2 separate regions of the Oncorhynchus mykiss genome follow, and region 2 is linked to region 1. The links are chromatin contacts, called in public Hi-C maps. All regions are on one chromosome and are shown on one strand. Each heading gives the region's core, a stretch centred on a gene start, on an enhancer-like site or on the middle of the called end of the contact. The rest is flanking DNA. Distances are from core to core; before and after follow the strand shown.

Region 1 (6,302 bases), core at 651-3,150:
TTCATATTGTATAACAACTTTATTTTGTATCCTCAGATTAAGGGCCTTCCTTTTGGGAATATTTTCTCGGTCAGTGATGGCCCAATGGACAACAGTACAGGAGTTGTCTACTTCTACGTCACGCTGATGGACAACTCTGTAGCAGACCTGAGAAGCTTCCCATTTGCCTCTCTCACATTTTCAGAGGCAGAGGGAGATTTCTGCAGGTAGGACTGAGTGTCACCCACCTCCTTTTCTTGGGTGGGTAACCTTGGGTCCCCACCCAGTGCTAGGTTGAAGTGGCACATTTCAAGTCTTGCTGTGTGTGATGGTTACACATTGTGCTCTGTTCCCACAGGCAGCAGGTGTTTGATCCTGAAGACCCACGCTGTGCCAGACTGACCCTGACAGGCAAGATGGTGGAAGTGGGCCCAGAGGAGGTGGAGTTTGCCCAGGAGGCCATGTTCTCTAGGTGTGTGTGCATGTTTATCACTCGTCCTCCCTGAACATGTTCTGTGTGTGTTTGGCTGTCCAATTGTCTCTCACCAGTAATGAAGTCAGGGACTACACATAGCCTGCTTGTTTAGTGTGTGTATAATGCTGTCTTTTGTCCTCTCCCTCCAGACACCCTGTGATGCGGAAATGGCCAGTGGGACACAACTGGTTCTTTATGAAGCTAGAGCTCAAACAGGTCTGGCTCCAGGATTGGGTTGGAGGGGTGTCACTCATCCCCCTGGAAGACTACTTCAAAGCCACACCCTACTGAGAGGAACTTCATCCACAGTTTATATTAATTTACTGCACAGTGCCAAATATGACACACGTGTACCAATACAAGACAGTGTGTTAGCATCTCTAGGTGCCACAACAGCTGTCCTCAGACCATATTCATCACCACTCAAACACATAACAGAATGGGAGGATCTAAAAGCTCTAGTTCTGGAATATTTTTTAAGAGAAATGGGGAGTGGGGATTTTCAGTTCTAGATCTTCTCTAGGCTGAGTGTGAGTGGTCTAACCATGGTGCATGTAGAGGTAACAACTACATTTAAGATGTCCCCCATATCAACCAGTTTGCACTAACTGATTAAAGTGCTTCCACAGTTCAAGGGAAAGCTTCTACAGAATGTGAATATAAAGACAAGTAGATATAGATTGTTCCTATTTATGTAAAGATGTTGTTGAATGTACAGAATGGTTTATTTGCTTTGAATTTTTTTCCCCCAATGCTACCACCAAGCTTTTTCACAATCTTCGGTTCAACAGCTAGAAAATGACAAATCAACAATCCACTTAAAGTAGACTCTGGTGGGCAATAGATCTTGACTTTGATATTGAATGTTGTTGAGTGCCGCATACTGTCAATTCACATTTCTATTTTGTGCTGAGTTTGAAGAAAACATCTTTTAAAATGTACATGTCAATGACATTGTGCATGATCTGAAGCAGAAGTTGAATGATACATTGTTATAGATTGTAAAACTGTACATGCAATGTTGGGAACATAATACAAATGATTTGGTCAAATAATTGAAATGTCCTCCCAATCTTTCACTCGCTGTATCTTTGAAGCATTATGTGCTTGTGTTTTCTACCAGTAAAGCTGATAGTGTTCTATTTTTTTTAATCATTAGGTCACTTAATTTAGGTATGCTCTGCATAATTATGCAATGCTTAAGATGCATATTTCTCTAGCAGCTGTAGAATGATCGTATGAACGCACGGTGGCGCTCTTTAGACATAAACAAAAATGATAGGCCGCAAAATAAATGCTCGACCCATCAGTCCTAAAGTAGTGCTTCATATATTTAGTTATAAAAAAAGGTAGCAGTTTTTTTTGACAAACGGTATATTTTGTCATTTTGATGCTGAAAGAGATGCGTGTGTTTTACTCGCGCATCCCATAAATGCTGCGCAAGTTCGCGGTGTGTTGATGCTCGGCAACAACCGGCGTCTTGAGTGGGCGGCGCCTCGTGCCTTGGCAGACCGCTGGCGTTGTCTGACAGAATGGTTTGCAGATAAAGGAGTTTTCCCCCCAATCAATGATTATTCGTGACAAAACACGAATTTGGTCAACTTCGAGAATACACATATTTCAGACTGCAACAGTGTACCAGAGGGTAAGTGTAGCAAACGTCGTTTTTAATTGTTATACTGCCATTTAGCTATCTATCACGTAGCTAACGCTAGCTAATCAGTTCATGTTCAAGAAGCGTCAATAGTATAACCAGCGTCTAATCAGACAGGTACCGTAGCTAGCTAGCTATGTATTAGCCTGCCAGCCGCTACTGTAGGTGTAACTAAGTCAGTGTCTTAATGAATCTATTTAACCTTATCTTGGATAAGAGCTCCTTCTAAATGACTCAAATGTAAATACGATACTAGTTAAGGTCTGTGGAGAAGCATAGCCACCACATATTGGTCTGGTTCCTAGAAAAGACTGGCCTTAACTCTTACCCTCTAGCTTCTAAATGTGCCAGCTACAGTAACGAGATAAAGTTAGTATTATTTTTTTTTCAGTGTTTGCTGCTTAACTTTGATAAGTAGAAAATAACGATATCTAGATTAATGCAGATGTTCTCTTCGTGTCAAACCAGTTGATTGTGCTTACTCTTGCCATCCCCAGAATCATCAGAGTGCAGAAGTTCAAGGAGGCGTACCGTCAACACTAAGGTTCAGGATCTTTAATCTTCCGTTTCTCCATCATTTTGTGCAGCGACTGCCACTGAGTGGAGGTGAATAAGCATACCGCCCGACCATGCTCACATCACGGGGAGATTCAGATTGTAGAACGCGCAGAAGCCTCGGTGTAGGAAGGGTTGCCTCGTGACTGGCCACCCTCAAGCGAGAGGGAAAGAGATCGACAAGTCACTGCGACAGACCGGGAACGATTAGGAAAGACAAAATCCACATTTAAAGCCAGCCCAGTTTCTCAAACCTCAGTTCCTTTACTACCCGAGGCGAGTTACTGTATGTACGCACCTCTGCCTGGATTGAAAACCCTGAAGGCATTGAGTGAGGCACGCCGGCCCCGGGGTCCCCGCGCTTCGTTGAGAGAATCGCTGAAATGAGATGAGGCTCAGAAATGGAACGGTTGCCACTGCTATCATTTTCTTCACGTCGTTTCTCAGCCTGTCTTGGTACACAGCCTGGCAGAATGGCAAAGGTAAGCAAGCGAACGCTGTTGTGTTAACTAGCCACTAGCTGTTCCCACTGCATTACTATAAATCAATAACTGACAGCTGACTAACCTAGCTAGCTAACGTTTTTGACAGCTGTTTGACTGGTAGATGGAAAGCAGGCTGGCTAGCTACCAACACGTTTTATAACCGAACTTACTGTAGTGACTGATAGATAGACGAACAGACAGGCACTTCATATGAGGTTCTTGTTGGCTGTATAATACTTTAGCATCTTCAAAACTAGGGCTGTGCGATATGGCCAGCATATATCACGGTATTTAATTTTTTTTTTTTTTAGATGGTTTGAGGATATTTTATGTTTTTGAATAATTATTTATACATTTACAAATAGTGCGTGACCCTAGGGTGTCCACATACTTTTGGTCATGTACAGTATGTTCCACCAGCATGTGTCCACATCTCATTCCAAAATCACGAGCATTTAATATGGACTTTGTCCCCCCCTTTGCTGCTATAACAGCATCCACTCTTCTGGGAATGTTTTTCACTCAATTTTTATGTATTTAAAAAAATATATTTAACCTTTTATTTAACCTGGTAGGCCAATTGAGAACAGGTTCTCATTTACACCTGCGACCTGGCCAAGAGAAAGCAAAGCAGTGCGACAAAAACAAGTTACACATGGAATAAACAAACCTACAGTCAATAACACAATAGAAAAAAATCTATGTACAGTGTGTGCAAATGTAGTACGATTAGGAAGGTAAGGCAATAAATAGGCCATAGAGGTGAAATAATTGCAACTTAGCATTAACACTGGAGTGATAGATGTGCAAGTAGAGATACTGGGGTGCAAAAGAGCATAAGATAACATGGGGATGAGGTAGTTGGGTGTGCTATTTACAGATTGTCTGTGTACAGTGATCAGTAAGCTGCTCGGACAGCTGATGCTTAAAGTTAGTGGGGGAGTTATAAGGCTTCAGTGATTTTTTTTTTTTTTTTTTTTTTTTTTTTGCAATTCTTTCCAGTCATTGACAGCAGAGGAAAGGAAGGAAAGGCGGCCAAAGTAGGTGTTGGTTTTGGGGATGACTAGTGAAATATACCTGTTGGAGCGCTTTCTACGGGTGGGTGTTGCTATGGTGACCAGTGAGCTAAGGCGGGGCTTTACCTAGCAAAGACTTGTAGATGACCTAGATCCAGTGGGTTTGGCGACGAATATGTTGCGAGGGCCAGCCAACGAGAGCATACAGGTCGCAGTGGTGTATAGTATATGGGGCGATGGTGACAAAAAAGATGGCACTGTGATAGACTACATCCAATTTGCTGAGTAGAGTGTTGGAGGCTATTTTGTAAATTACATCACCGAAGTCAAGGATCGGTAGGATGGTCAGTTTTACAAGGGTATGTTTGACAGCATGAGTGAAGGAGGCTTTGTTGTGAAATAGGAAGCCGATTCTAGATTTAATTTAGGATTGGAGATGCTTATTGTGAGTCTGGAAGGAGAGTTTACAGTCTAACCAGACACCTAGGTATTTGTAGTTATCCACATATTCTAAGTCCGAACCGTCCAGGGTAGCGATGCTTGTCGGGCGGGCAGGTGCGGGCAGCAATCGGTTGAAGAACATGTGTTTAGTTTTACTAGCGTTTAAAAGCAGTTGGAGGCAACAGAAGGAGTATTGTATGGCATTGAAGCTTGTTTGGAGGTTTAAGTGTCCAAAGAAGGGCCAGATGTATACAGAATGGTTTTGTCTGCGTAGAGGTGGCTCAGAATCGCCAGCAGCAAGAGCGACGACATTGATATATATACAGTGCCTTGCGAAAGTATTCGGCCCCCTTGAACTTTGCGACCTTTTGCCACATTTCAGGCTTCAAACATAAAGATATAAAACTGTATTTTTTTGTGAAGAATCAACAACAAGTGGGACACAATCATGAAGTGGAACGACATTGGATATTTCAAACTTTTTTAACAAATCAAAAACTGAAAAATTGGGCGTGCAAAATTATTCAGCCCCCTTAAGTTAATACTTTGTAGCGCCACCTTTTGCTGCGATTACAGCTGTAAGTCGCTTGGGGTGTCTCTATCAGTTTTGCACATCGAGAGACTGACATTTTTTCCCATTCCTCCTTGCAAAACAGCTCGAGCTCAGTGAGGTTGGATGGAGAGCATTTGTGAACAGCAGTTTTCAGTTCTTTCCACAGATTCTCAATTGGATTCAGGTCTGGACTTTGACTTGGCCATTCTAACACCTGGATATGTTTATTTTTGAACCATTCCATTGTAGATTTTGCTTTATGTTTTGGATCATTGTCTTGTTGGAAGACAAATCTCCGTCCCAGTCTCAGGTCTTTTGCAGACTCCATCAGGTTTTCTTCCAGAATGGTCCTGTATTTGGCTCCATCCATCTTCCCATCAATTTTAACCATCTTCCCTGTCCTTGCTGAAGAAAAGCAGGCCCAAACCATGATGCTGCCACCACCATGTTTGACAGTGGGGATGGTGTGTTCAGCTGTGTTGCTTTTATGCCAAACATACCGTTTTGCATTGTTGCCAAAAAGTTCAATTTTGGTTTCATCTGACCAGAGCACCTTCTTCCACATGTTTGGTGTGTCTCCCAGGTGGCTTGTGGCAAACTTTAAACAACACTTTTTATGGATATCTTTAAGAAATGGCTTTCTTCTTGCCACTCTTCCATAAAGGCCAGATTTGTGCAATATACGACTGATTGTTGTCCTATGGACAGAGTCTCCCACCTCAGCTGTAGATCTCTGCAGTTCATCCAGAGTGATCATGGGCCTCTTGGCTGCATCTCTGATCAGTCTTCTCCTTGTATGAGCTGAAAGTTTAGAGGGACGGCCAGGTCTTGGTAGATTTGCAGTGGTCTGATACTCCTTCCATTTCAATATTATCGCTTGCACAGTGCACCGTGGGATGTTTAAAGCTTGGGAAATCTTTTTGTATCCAAATCCGGCTTTAAACTTCTTCACAACAGTATCTCGGACCTGCCTGGTGTGTTCCTTGTTCTTCATGATGCTCTCTGCGCTTTTAACAGACCTCTGAGACTATCACAGTGCAGGTGCATTTATACGGAGACTTGATTACACACAGGTGGATTGTATTTATCATCATTAGTCATTTAGGTCAACATTGGATCATTCAGAGATCTTCACTGAACTTCT
Region 2 (6,441 bases), core at 2,230-4,729, 150 kb after region 1:
TCTTCCCCCATCACACTACCCCTCCCTGCCTGTCTGTTCACTGGGACCACAAATGACTCCTTCTCCTCCTTTAATTTGTCTCATGACCCCTGAGATTTAAACCAATTTCAGGAGACCATTGGGGAGGAGGAGTGCATTATACACAACTCAACTATGAGAATCTCGATCTCTCTTCAGAGAAGGCCTCACTCAGTGTACAGTAACAAGTCAACCTTGTTAAGAGACATGGATTCAGAGGAATGTGTGGATGTTAATTGAGTGTTAATGGTTAGGGCATGGTGGAGCATCCAGCTCCAGTCCACTGCTGGTGTACCATCAGAACCTCAGATGTTGACAAATGACACAAACACCATGTCGGGAGAGGTCTTATGTTAGGGTTGTGTGTGTATGTGTGTGTCTGTGTGTGTGTGTGTGCAAGCATTACACTGGTATAGCACAAGGCATGCAGTACTACAACACAAATACTTGTCTTCAGAACACCAAGAGAATACTTACTACTATAGTGCTAGAGAAGAGTTGTAAGATCCCATATGTTGAGCCTGAAACATTAATCATTGCATTAGGTACAGATTATGGCACATGAAGGACATTTATGATTACAGCTAGTCTACAATGCATGCCGCGTTGCAGAAACTATCAGACCCTGTGACCTCAATCAGCGCCCACAGCGATATGAAGTTATGAAATTAGACATATGATTGAGCATATCAGCTGGTGATTTCAAACAGTTACGCTACACGACATTCCTTAATCTGTCGTCCTTCGATGCCTGATGTCCTCAGAGCTCTTCTTCATTTTGTTCCATACAATATTTGGCAATATTTAATGCATTAAAATGAATTTTACAATGTATTGGTTTGCCTGCTCCTGCTAAATTATACCACCCCGTCTGATGTACTGTATGAAAACATCTTACAAACTTTGGCACTGATGTGAACTCTTCCATATTTAATGTATTACATCATCATCATCATCCCACCTACCTACTAAGCCTGCCACGGTGGGGCTGGCCCCCAGCGCCTTGACATGGTGACTCAGCAGGGGAATGATCATGCTCACCCCAAACAGGTCCTGGTGAGGAGAGAGAGAAGAAGAAAAAAAAATGATGAATGACACCAAAGACTTGAGTGACCGCAGTAGGTGTACATTCAGTTTAAACCCTGTTGAGCTACAGTAACCGCATTGTCATAGACAATAAATAGACACGTAAACAAACAATGACCAAAAACAAAAATCCAGGAAGCAGTTGAATGATGTGTATCATGATCAGAGGTTGACCTATCAATAGGGTTGACCTATCAATAACATTAAGGGTTAATGTGACCGGCCTGACAAATTACCCTTTCTAATATTCAGCATGCATCAACGTTAGTGCATGTGTGTGTGCCCTTGCTTTAAAATGTTCTAACTGTTTATAAAGGGTGGGGTTCACAAACGCTGCAACTTATATTCAGCAGGGTAATGAGGCATTAGAGATTCAGTTGTTTTGTCTGTGGAACTGATTTATTCAAAAGGACAATGACTGAATCAAACATAGTGAAGCAACTGCATGACAAACCACCAGTGTTGTTGGAGATAGTTTCTTCTCTGTGGATGGGCTGGTATCTTCATGGCTGCTCTGTGGCTGGAGTTAGAGAGATCAGCTAGAGACCTAGGGTATACCAGTTTTTTTCTAGCCTGATGTTTAGTGAGTGTGCAACAGAGAGAGTTCAGGGCCTGAGGAGAGAAATAGACACTCTCCGAACCTGTTAATCTGCATTTATGAGGCCATCTCCAGAGAGGCTCTTGCCAGAGACTTGATTGAAGTCACACTGTAGCTCCTGCTGTCTCACAGCCCCACCCATTAAACTAACTGTTTGATTTTCCTCAGTTCAAACTCTACTTCTGTATTCAAACTGGGCACAAACATACGGTGTGTGTGCCCTTGAGCAAGGCACTTAACCCTAATTGCTCTGGATAAGAGCATCTGCTAGATGACTAAAATGTCAAATAAATAAATAGTGTTAGAGAGAGAGAGAGAGAGAGAGAGAGAGAGAGAGAGAGAGAGAGAGAGAGACAGAGAGAGAGACAGAGAGAGAGAGAGAGAGAGAGAGAGAGCGTTCACAGGGGAATATTCTTTGGGTGAGAATGTTCATGAGATGTTCATGAGATGTTCTGCAGCATTCACTTCCATTCCTTTTATCTGGATAGCATTACACACAGAAAACGTTTAGCATTCCCCAATATAATGTCTTCAAAATGATCTGTGTCACTCCAGTTCTGTGAGTTTACATTATGCTAAGTGTGTGTCCAGTCCAAAATCCACATCAGATTAAATAAACATTACATCAATCTAATCCTGTACAACAGGATATTTATGTTTATCCTACTGAGTTTTACAGAGTCAGTGTGATGTTCTTGTGAACACCCTGAGCATCTCAGAATAACAAATCCTTCTGAGGCGAACTCAGATTTCCAAGGACTGGATTCTGCTGGACAGGTTGTTTTGACAGTGCTATGATAGGGCTCAACCCGCCTCTTCTAAAATAGCTGGATCAGCATTTGAGTGACTGGAGAACAATCGAGTAGGCTGTTTAATACAGCTGCAGGTCAGGTTCTCAAATGTCATGATGGAGCAAGGAGCCGCCTAAACCAGAATAATATTTTACATAGTTTAAAGCCCCTAATGTCATGATGTAGCCTCTGTACAATTGACTACAGCCAACAGATCAATAAACTGATGTCATCGCCACTCATTTGCCTCAACCGTAAGGTTGTGTCCAAAGTGACTGCTGTTCTATAACCTTTTAGGAAAGAAATGAAAGAATGACAGCAATACCAAACGTTCTCAAATGTAGCCACATGTTCAACAAAGGTTATGTTGCACTTACCATGAACCCCACCACATAGACACATTGTATAATCCGCTTTCGTCTCCTTGGTATCTGATTTAATATGCTACATTTCGCGTTATTCATTCTCCCGCAATGACAGCTCACCGATTGTCAATGCGGAAGCGCTCACTGGCTGTTACAATGCCGATCAACCATAACGAAGACAGTACAGTATGAAGATAGGCTACAACTGCTTCTCCAATAGAAATCCATGATCACAATTGTAGGCGATGTCATGGCGACGTTGGCTAGCTAAACTCATGCGTAGAAACACGTCATCGGGTCTAACGTTCGTCTCCTGCAGAACTGCGCATGTGCACGCCATCAAAAAAACGGCACCTCTTCGATATAAAGTACTTTTTGAAGACATTTAAAAGCTATAAGTTTGTCACTTTCACGAGATTGAAGTCACAACATATTAAACTACTTAATATATTGCCTTGAATCTAGGTTGTGCAATTAGATTTCGAGAAGATTAACAACTAAGGAATATGTTTTCACTTCTTTCATTGACTTCTCAACCCCAAACATCGGCGTAGTCTGTTTGGTCTGTTCCGCAAGAGTTCCTGGAAGTCTCGCGATGTTGCGCCTATGGGTGTAGAAACTCTGTGGCCATAACAAAGAACACCCCCCGGTCCGTGCGATAATCGCTCTCTTCAGGGATGTTCTTGTTCGATTCAACTTCCCGAGAACCTCAAGTCATTCTGTTGATGAATTGCCAATATTTTCATATTCGACAGAAAATAGCCTACATTTAATCAATGTGGATTAAAAAAATGTTTGAGCTGCTGAGGTCTCATCTCTTCCCATTTGGCGCAACGAGAGCTCTACCAGATGGTATCGACCTGACGTCAGACAAGGCCAAGCGCTGTATTTTAATATTGTTGTCAGTCACAAGGGCACCATACAGCTCTGATGGGAACAAGACACTCAGCCTAGAATATAATATAAAATCATATATACAATATAATAGAAAGTATCTATTGTTATATTCGGGACTCTTTGTTATTCTGCATACATTCAGTCTCACTTGGTATCACTGCACAAACCTGCTTGCAATTATTAAGTCATTACTTAAATAGGTAGTGTGATAAATAAAGTTATGTGTCTGACAGCCAAGGGACATATGGCATGCACTGGACAGCAATCTTCCAGGTAAAGCCAGGTGTTTTACTTACAGCATGGTGGTCACTGTCTGGCAGTCAACTTGAATATATACAAATAGATCCAGCATCAAATATTATTTTCAGTGTACTACAGGTATTTACCATTGAGTTGCACTTGCTGAGAATTACATGTTCTGACTGTGCAATGTTGGCACAAAGCCACATTGTCACAGGTAGAAAGATTGTTCATAAAATGCAATAACACTGTAGCATACAATAAAGGCATGTCTGTGATTGGGTAAGTGGTAAAAGTAGGAACAGTTTACGGTTGCTATTACTCCACCTACTGGACTCGGCTGGAACATTAAATGCTGCCCCTTCTCACTATGCATTCCACTTTTCTAGCATCTGTTTCATCAAAGATATGGACTTACAGACTTATCACTGGCATATTTCACACTGTCATAGCAGGTAGATGAAGGCATTCTCTTCCTCATTCTCATCTTCTTCAGGCCCAGGGACCCAGAGGTTGAGTTCTCCAGGGGAGAATCTTAGTTGCATTTCCTTGATTCCCTGCATCCTCTGACTCCTCTTTCCTCGCCTCCTCAATGCCCATTGGATGAAAAGGTCAGTGGGACCTTCTCGTCCAATGAATTTTGAAAAGGAGATGAGATTACGCACAAATCAAGGAAATGCAATGGAGATTTTCCCAAGGTATCAGGTTAGCTGATCTGATCACACACACACACACACACACACACACACACACACACACAGTGGGAAAGCTAAGTCAGCCTCTGTTTATAGACAGTATGTCTAGTGGAATTTTGTTTACCCATGGTGTGTAGCGGGACTGAAGGGGTGTGGAGTGTGGATATCAGGTTGCTGCTGTGTACACTGTGTTGAACAGCTGAGACACTGATAGTTCCCAAATAACTACACACACACACACACTAAACATGCAGGGGAGACACACAGCAGACTATCTAATGTATGGTGCATACACAAATACAAGCTCTGTACAAACTATCAGTCTCCGTCGGCTTACATGATGGGAAGTGCTTTAAAGACCAACATAAATGTAATCTGTTGCCTGAGATCGCCAATGCGCTCCGTCTGTGTGTAATAAAGTAATAGTATGATATAATGAAGTAACAGTATGATGTAATAAAGTAACAGTATGATGTAATAAAGTAACAGTATGGTGTAATAAAGTAATAGTATGATATAATGAAGTAACAGTATGATGTAATAAAGTAACAGTATGATGTAATAAAGTAACAGTATGATGTAATAAAGTAACAGTATGATGTAATAAAGTAATAGTATGATGTAATAAAGTAACAGTATGATGTAATAAAGTAACAGTATGATGTAATAAAGTAACAGTATGATGTAATAAAGTAACAGTATGATGTAATAAAGTAACAGTATGATGTAATAAAGTAACAGTATGATGTAATAAAGTAACAGTATGATGTAATAAAGTAACAGTATGATGTATAGTGCTGGCAATTAACCGAAATCTCAGTTATTGTTTGGTTTTTAAACAACTAATTGACCAACATTGGTTCAATTATTTGAATTTCATTTCATTAGTTTATATCTGTGAGCTCAATGCGCTCATTTCACAGCTTCTCTGGAGATAGATCAGATCCAGCCATAACTTTGCTATGTAGTAGGGAGTTGTAGTTTCCAACAGGCCAATATTCTGCATTGTTTGGCGCATAAAATGTTGTAATTAACTACAATGACGATAACCCATTGTGCATCTACTTGTCCGGTCTGTATTTATTTTTCGTCTGCCACACCGACAGCGTCATTGCGCAAAAAATAGTATGCAATATCATCTGGATATGTATGCACAAAGTTCCTCATCCTTCTGCTACCTTCTGCTACCATTTCTGTCTAGCCGTCTACGTTTGACGCATACGTTCGGTAAATCCAACATATGTACCACACCGAACGTTCAGCAACTGCCTCTGCAACGCAATGCTGCAAGGCAAACGCAGCATTTCATTGGAAATTAATGTAATTATTGTGTACCAAAATGTAAACAGCTGTTGGTGTGTTTAAAGTGATGTGTGTTGAGCAGAATGCGTGATCGTAAGGGGATATAGAGAGCAGCTGTTGCTTCGCAAGGTATCTCTACCTGAAAATGCATGATCTTAGTGATTGATAGTCGGCTTTCAGTGGCAGGTAGCCTAGCGGTTAAGAGCGTTGGACCAGTAACCAAAAAGTTGTTTGTTCCAGAGATGACTAGGTGAAAAATCAGTTTATGTGCCCTTGAGCAAGACACTTAACCCTAGTCACTCTGGATAAGTGTGTCTGCTAAATGACTTAAAATGTAATTACAAGTTTGCCTTATTTATTTTGAAGAACTAACAAATAGTGATTTTGTCAGACAGTATAGGCAGTAGTGCAATAAAGATGAGATGATGACTCGGAATGAAATAATAAAG

The links. A called contact is a pair of places that touch in the nucleus more often than the background predicts.
Region 2: a contact with region 1 is called in a Hi-C map of liver, with 3 times the contacts expected there. The contact joins the promoter of mfsd9 here to the promoter of mgat4a in region 1. A contact is called at or near these places in 2 of 3 Hi-C or Micro-C datasets (blood and liver).

What each region holds. Positions count from the first base shown.
Region 1 is chr22:8,026,016-8,032,317 of USDA_OmykA_1.1, forward strand. mgat4a (alpha-1,3-mannosyl-glycoprotein 4-beta-N-acetylglucosaminyltransferase A) reads left to right here and starts at 1,901. Exons shown (of 17, transcript XM_036958610.1): 1 at 1,901-2,099; 2 at 2,606-3,145. The coding sequence starts at 3,052. It overlaps creg2 (protein CREG2), which reads left to right. Exons shown (of 4, transcript XM_021578789.2): 2 at 37-206; 3 at 338-451; 4 at 604-1,509. The coding sequence ends at 745.
Region 2 is chr22:8,170,399-8,176,839 of USDA_OmykA_1.1, forward strand. It overlaps mfsd9 (major facilitator superfamily domain-containing protein 9), which reads right to left and starts at 3,480. Exons shown (of 6, transcript XM_036958616.1): 1 at 2,871-3,480; 2 at 984-1,071; 3 at 496-539. The coding sequence starts at 2,957.